2 separate regions of the Zea mays genome follow, and region 2 is linked to region 1. A link is a contact called in public Hi-C data. All regions are on one chromosome and are shown on one strand. The core of a region is the stretch at or near the end of the contact, and the rest is flanking DNA. Distances in the headings are between cores, read along the strand shown.

What was found. Hi-C and Micro-C count contacts between places; a contact is called where the count stands out from the background.
Region 2: a Hi-C map of ear shows a contact between it and region 1, with 2.5 times the contacts expected there. The contact joins the enhancer-like site here to the promoter of LOC100193976 in region 1. A contact is called at or near these places in 4 of 25 Hi-C or Micro-C datasets (ear, leaf and tassel).

Annotation. Positions count from the first base shown.
Region 1 is chr4:197,907,274-197,910,702 of Zm-B73-REFERENCE-NAM-5.0, forward strand. It overlaps LOC100193976, which reads right to left and starts at 2,027. Exons shown (of 2, transcript NM_001139044.1): 1 at 1,597-2,027. The coding sequence starts at 1,913. It overlaps LOC100217314, which reads right to left. Exons shown (of 7, transcript NM_001143660.1): 7 at 3,076-3,429. The coding sequence ends at 3,276.
Region 2 is chr4:198,172,927-198,176,553 of Zm-B73-REFERENCE-NAM-5.0, forward strand. No RefSeq gene overlaps it. Among protein-coding and RNA genes, the nearest start is that of LOC100382872, 39 kb to the left of the region's middle. Within about 2 kb of position 1,820, at least 14 of the 20 cell types and tissues checked have an H3K27ac peak or open chromatin away from gene starts, as enhancers often do. A contact at or near this core is called in ear, leaf and tassel, where this site is marked.

The DNA.
Region 1 (3,429 bases), core at 777-3,276:
TTCAACACTGCACTGTTATTGCAGACTTGCGTTAAGCCATCACCAAATGTTTGAGTATGAGCATAACTGCATAAGTAACTTAGACCATTATTATTTATCTAACATCATCTATTGCTATATTTAGATAAACTTTAGCATCCTAATAGCTCACTGCTGACACATGTTAGCTAAAATAAAATATATTGTTCATTATGCTACATAACTTGGCCAATGTGTCATGTATATATGTATGCATGAAATGGAACTAAGGGGGTGTTTAAATGGACTAGAGCTAATAGTTAGAGCATCTCCAAGAAACTCTTTATTTTTGGCTCTCTATTTGACTCTCTATTTACCTTTTCATAAAGATTATACTCTAAATGTAGCATCTCGTTCCAACAAACTATCTATCTAGTTTTGCTAGCCAGGTGGCTAGCCAAATTTGACTAATGAGAGAGTCAATTTGGAGAGTCAGATAGCTTGGCGAGTCAGATAGTTAGTATGTTGGAGAGTTATTTTGCTGTCGAGTAGCCAAAATTTGGCTTAGCGAGCCATTTAACTAGTCTCTTGGAGATGCTCTTAGTTGGCTAAAAAATTACTAGAGGAATTAGCTAGCTAACTATTAGCTAATTTACTAAAACTAGCTAATAGCTAAACTTTTAGCTAAACTATTAGCCCTAGTGCATTCAAACATTACCTAAACACTTAAACAGAACTTGCATAAAAAAGACAAATGCATTAACCATATGTAGAATCTAACTAAATATTTCAAAACTGTAAAGGAAAATCAATTACTTAGTGGACAATAATCTATACACCGCCTTATTAAGATTACAAGTGTGATGGAATGAACTTGCTGTATCAGAGGCAGAGCGACTACAAAGTGAAGTCTGGTATAGACCGACATTAATAAACATTATTGTTCAACGACAATAACATTCTTTTGCAGTTTTTCCAGTTCTAACCAAAGCTATTGCCCTCAATCATAACATCCATTCTATTCTCATGCTATTTGAACTCAGGTTCGACTTAGGTATTGTTGGAATGGACCCGGAATCGTTCCAGCTAATCAAATCTCATATAAATTAGACAAGCAATCCGACTGGGAATTATTCTAGACGCCCATTTCGGAAAAACCGAGCGGGCCCTTATTGGTGCAAAATAGTCAGTATTGCTGGTGAAAGAATGAATCTTGCTCCTAATATCAAGGAGTAGCCTTCATTGCATCAGGTCACAATTATGTAACCCAAATACAGCACAGCTGAACAAAACTAAATTCTAGACTTCACACTCAATTAGACGCAGCAAATTCCATGGGCGGCAGGAAGACAAAAAAACTGGCAACCCAACAGAGAAAAGTTGCGACTTTAACTTGTTTGTTAACTAGAACAACCTAGTAAATCTGTTTTTCTTGCTACCACTCTTTCACTGCCGCCCCTCTAAATCAGTATCACGCAAAAGCAGTTGCGCGAACTTTTTTTCTCCCAGATCCTGATCGCGTGAGTGTAGAGCGTTCCCAGATCTCGTCTCCTATGAGCAGCCAAAAGGAGCAGCAAGAAGACAGCAGAGCCCGGACACGAGAAGCAGGAAGAAGAAGGAGGGGGGCGTGGTCTCTACCTGCCGATCCAGAAGGAGAGCGAGGCCCCGAGGACCTTGGCGGAGAAGACGCATGCGACGCCTGGCAGGAAGCCGAAGATGAGCGCGGCGCCGCCCTCGAAGAAGATGGCGTAAGGCGGACAGAGCGCAAGCGTGAGCGCGTGCGCGGCCACGTAGGCCGGCGCCGCCCAGTGCCCCAGCGCGCCCTGGGCCTCGCGGAACGCCGCCACCGCGGAGGCACCGTCCCACCCGTACCTCCGCCCCGCGCCCACCGCCAGCGCCACGGCCGCGAACGCCGCCGCGCCGCGCGCCCAGCCCCTGCTCCGCCGCGCAGCCATCGATCGCGGACCCCGGCCCGGCAACCGCCCCGAGTACGTTGGCTGTCTGGCTGCGGCCGTATGCGGCGAGCGGCGAGCGAGACCGAGCCCACGGCGACGCCGTGCGGCGGAAAAGGAATACAGGGTGAGTTTGGTTGAGAGTCAAATGGAAATGTGAAGTCGCTCTTTTCATGGTCCCGGCCCGGTCCGGCCCAGGCTCAATTTAGGCTTGGCCCGTTAGTCACGGTTAGAAAATCGGACCGGGTCGTCTAAGATCGTGGACTCGTTTTTCTATCTGAGTCTGGCCTGCATCAGGCCTAAACGGGACTTAGCATGGAAAAAGCGGGCTAAGCGTGCCGGTAAGCACAGTTTAGTGAAAAAACAGGCTTAATAGGCTTAGGGGTAAACGGGTCGTGCCGGGCTAGCCCACCATGCCTAGTTTCCTGTCTGAGCCCGCATAGAACCGGATCGTGCCGGACACGGATTGGGCCCGACACATGCCTCGTGTTTATTGGCCATCTATAGTTCATTGTTTAGTTGAAAAGTTATATGAGTGTGGAGGTGAGAAAAGAGAGCAGAGCGCTCGTATCCTATCGTTTTGGTGAATCATAACTATTTATAATATATTTTTATATGGAGTCTTTATGAGATGTTTTGCTCCTCTTTCGTTGAAAACCAAATATCTAGAAAATAGGAATGAAGCGGCTCCATTCTCTCAACCAAATACACTATAAGGGTGCGCTTGGTTGGAGAGTCAACTATAATGTAGCGTCTTCATTCCAGTTTTTAAGAATGTAGATATTATATTATGTGTTTGGATAGTAGAAAAGAGTCACTCTATTTATTTTGTTGTTTGGTTGAAGAGTATAAGAGAGCGGAACCGCTACGTTCTTTGTTTGGTTGGAGATACATATGAATATAGCTTGGAGGAGAGGGAGGAGAGCATTCGCGTCCGGGATAGTGCTCGCATCCAGTCGTTTTGGTGAAATGGGAGCATAACTATTTATGTTAAATTCTCATATGGAGACTTCAGGAACCACTCTATACTTTGGCGATGAAAATGGCAGGTGGATGGATTTTAGGACTCTACTAGTATAGTGCCCGTGCGTTGCGACGGTACACAAATTATTCGATAAAATATTAATACACAATGATTAAATGAAATAACAACATATATTATCATCAACCTTAATATCTCACAAATTCTTTGCTAACAACTAATATAGTGTTATTCCACAATTTAGCATAAAACATAAATACAAAAAAGATGCAAAGTACATGATTGTCTTTTCTTTAATCCCAAGCTAAAAAAATCCAATACCACTTGGACATAAGAATAAATAACTATAACCATTCGTTATCTATACAGTAAAGATGTCACTTTTATAGGGAGGAGCTCGTGTCGTCGGAGTGTTGGGCTGCTGGCGCGGAAGTAGGAGCAGGTGTAAGGATGGATCCAACGCATGCGGTTCTTGCGGCGGTGGACAAGACGGCCCATCTCGGCGCTCGGTGTCCGTCAGTGCTCGATTTCCAGCTA
Region 2 (3,627 bases), core at 570-3,069, 270 kb after region 1:
ACTGTTCACGGGTGGCACTGTGGCTCTAGTGTTCCGGAGCCTAGGTAATGGTATTTGATCTCGCCGTTCTACATGCTACAGCCCAGCCCAGCCCAGCCCGGTGGAACAAGCCGGCCCATGCAGCGTTCGCATCTCAAAAAGATGCATCGGCCCGCCCAGCCCGGCGGCCGGCATAGAGGCAAGCTCGTTGTATCTTCTACCTGCTTGTTCTTCGCCTTCTAAAAAAATGCTACTTGTCCCTCTATTCTCTCCCTCAATTTTTTTAATTATCTGCTAATGATGGGAACGTAGATCAGCGTGAGCCAGTGTGAGATTATCTAACTATGGCTTCGTTCAAAAAAAAGAAGTGATCTAATTATGTAGTCAGTCGGTCAAACTGTACTAGAGGCTGCTGTTTCTTTTTCGATAAAGAATAGCAGTCAACCGTACGGGTGAAAGTAAAATAGACGTTTTCTCACTCCACCGTCCAGTACCACTGCACTAGCAAGGTACTATTACCCTCCGAATCAATTTTTTTTAGTTATTCTTAACTTCTTAACTTTCTTTGATACTTATGGTACGTTTGGTTCCTTTAGTCCAGATACTAAAGTTTAGTCGAGTGACTAAGGCCTCGTTTGGTTTGAGGGACTAAAGATTAGTCCCTCTATTTTAGTCCCTAAATAGCCAAACGGTAAGACTAAAACAAGAACTAAATTGCTTTAGCCTCTAGTCCCTCAAGCGGTGACTAAAAGAGACTAAACTAGATTAAATCCACCTATTACCACTCATTTTATTTCACTAATGGAGGAAGAATGTTAAGGGACATTTTAGTCTTCTTACGAGTCATTTAATATGTTCTGAATAATTTTAGTCCCTACAACCAAACAGGATAGAGACTTAAGGGTCGTTTGGTTTCTTTAGTCCAGGGACTAAAGTTTAGTCACTACTCTGTTTGGTTACATGGACTAAAAGTATTCAGAACACATTAAATGAATTATAAGAGGACCAAAATATCCCTTAGCATTCTCCCGCCAGTAGTGTAACTGAGATAAAGAAGGCGCAAAAGGTGGAATTAATATGTTTAAGTCCATTTTAGTCATCCCTTAATGGACAACATACTAAAACAGTTTAGTTCATGTTTTAGTTTCACCGTTTAGCAATTTAGGGACTAAATGAGACTAAAATGAAGAGACTAATCCTTAGTCCCTCCAACCAAACAGAGCCTTAGTTTTTAACATAGAATGTGCCAAATCATCATTTCATGGACTGTGTTCGACTGACTTTTTTTTTCTTAGCACGGCTGTAGCTACATTGCACTGTAGGTACAATATTTTGTGTCTTGGAGGAAGTATACATGTCCAAATAGACGGGGCAGGCCGACCCGACCCGAGCTTGGCTATGGGATTGTGCTGGTCCGATTTGGATTAGAAAGCGGGCCCGTGTCGTGTTGGCCCACGAGCTTCGAGCGAGCCTAGACACGGCACGCTAAGGTATTAACCGTGTCCGGCCGACCCACGGCCCGACGGGTCTAACGGGCCTATAATATATATGACGTTTAAATGATAAAGTATGTTTAAAAATATTTATATATAAAGATTTAAACTATAGTTATTAGCTATAAACACTTATTTACACCCACATAACCAATAAAACAAGCATGTTTCTTATATTTTATACTCTATATTTAAATATACTATATGTATTTATATGAAAAAATAAAAAAATAAAAACATGCCATGCCGTGCCTAGTCTGATGTGGCTCGCCTTAGGCCCAGACACGACTCAATAATCGAGTCGGATTCGGACTAGGCCAAACTTGTGTCGGATTTTGGGCCGCCTAGTAAACAAGACCCAAGTAAACATCTACAGGGAAGGGGAAGAAGCAGCATCAGTCTTATTGGCTGGCTTAAGCCAGCCGACCAGGAACTAGGTTTATATAGAAGATATAACTATTCCATACGTTACGTTATATAGATTGTTTGGTTTTATTTTACCCTCCACTGCTGTGCATACGATTTATTTTTTAGTTGAATTAATATATATTCACCATATATATGCATACACCTCTCCAGTTTCGTCCGGCCGCTGACACGTGTGACTGTGTAAGGTTACATCCACAACAGTACTATATAGTATTTTCGACGGCCTCGGTTATCACGACCAGTCCCACACACCAGTGACCATCTATAGCTACCTCTACGGACAAATGAGAATCTTAATCTATATAAATACCAGTCATAGATCCCGTCGGGTTTGCATACACATTAGAATCTTAATATATGGAATACCAAAGTCAATTTGATGATCAGCATCCTGTGAAAGGATTTTCGTATTATAAAGGGAAGAATATAGTTTTAAAAAGGGAAGAATTTATAGGATCATAAAACTTTATCCTTCCTAGTACTTTAAATGTCTTTCTTTTTGGTATTTGATTCTAAAGTTTAATTTATAGAATCAAAAGCAAGTTCAACCTTGAGCAATTTATGTTCCATGATAGCTTAACAAATCACGCACCAAACAAAATGACTCAAACGCAAAAAAAAGAGAGTAAATATTCTTGTTTAAAAAAAGGATCTTGTTGGAAATACTGAAAACAATGTAAGGTTAATTGGCCCGAACAAGCCGGCATATTGCAGCCTAGCACCCACGCCACGCACCGCGGCAATCTGACCTGTCTTCAATGGCAATCATGGCGGGAAGCGGCGGAGCAACCTTGGAAACATCGTCCACTGTTCCACAACGTTGCAGATTATCCGCCGAACTCCTACGGGTATTGACTCGGCGGTGGGTAGTAAGACGGCGTCCTGGCCGCGCCGTCGACCTCGAAGTACCGTGTCCCCGGCGGAGGGTAATACGAGCCGACGGGAGGCGCCGGATAGTACGGTAGCGCACGGTCCAGTGTGCCTGGCGTCGCCGACCTTGGATAAACTGAGTAGGCCGAGCCTGACTCCGGCGGTGGCGGGTACGTGCTGGTCGGAGGGGCCAAATTGGACGCCGGTAGTGGACCTAGTGCTAGTGGTGGATACCCACTCGGCGGCGCCGGTGGGTAGTTGGTCGACGGTGGCGGCGGGTAACTGGTGTACTGTGCCGGCGGCGGAGGCGCCGGGCAGGCTGCACACGACGCAGGCGGTGGTGGGTATGCCGCCGTCAGCGGCGACGGGTACCTGGTGAGCTCTGCCGGAGGAGGCGCCGGACAGGCTGCACATGACGCGGGTGGCAGTGGGTATGCTGTAGTAGTAGCAGCAGCCGGTGACGTGTAGCTCGTGTTGTTCGGGGCTGGAAACTGTGGATAAGCCGGCGGCGGCGGAGGTGGGTAGTTGCGTGGGGACAACAATCCTTCCACTGGCGGATAGAGAGAAGCGGAAGCGGGCGGCGGGTACCCGGTGCTCTGTGGCGGGAGGAAGTTTGCCGCCGCAGGAGGTGGATACGCTGCGGTCGGCGGAGGCGCGCAGCAAAAGCTCGGATCTTGATCCGGCCGCGAACCGCCCGGCGCCGGCGCCTGGTAGAGCTGCGGGCGAGCGGTGGCGCCAGGGCCGGGGCCGCCGCTGAAGGCGTACGCGAAGCTGAGCGTGCCGTTCGGCTTGCCGTCGGGGGCGCTCACCTGGTAGCTGACGTGCCGCAGCCCCGCGCCGTCTCCGCCTCTTCCCT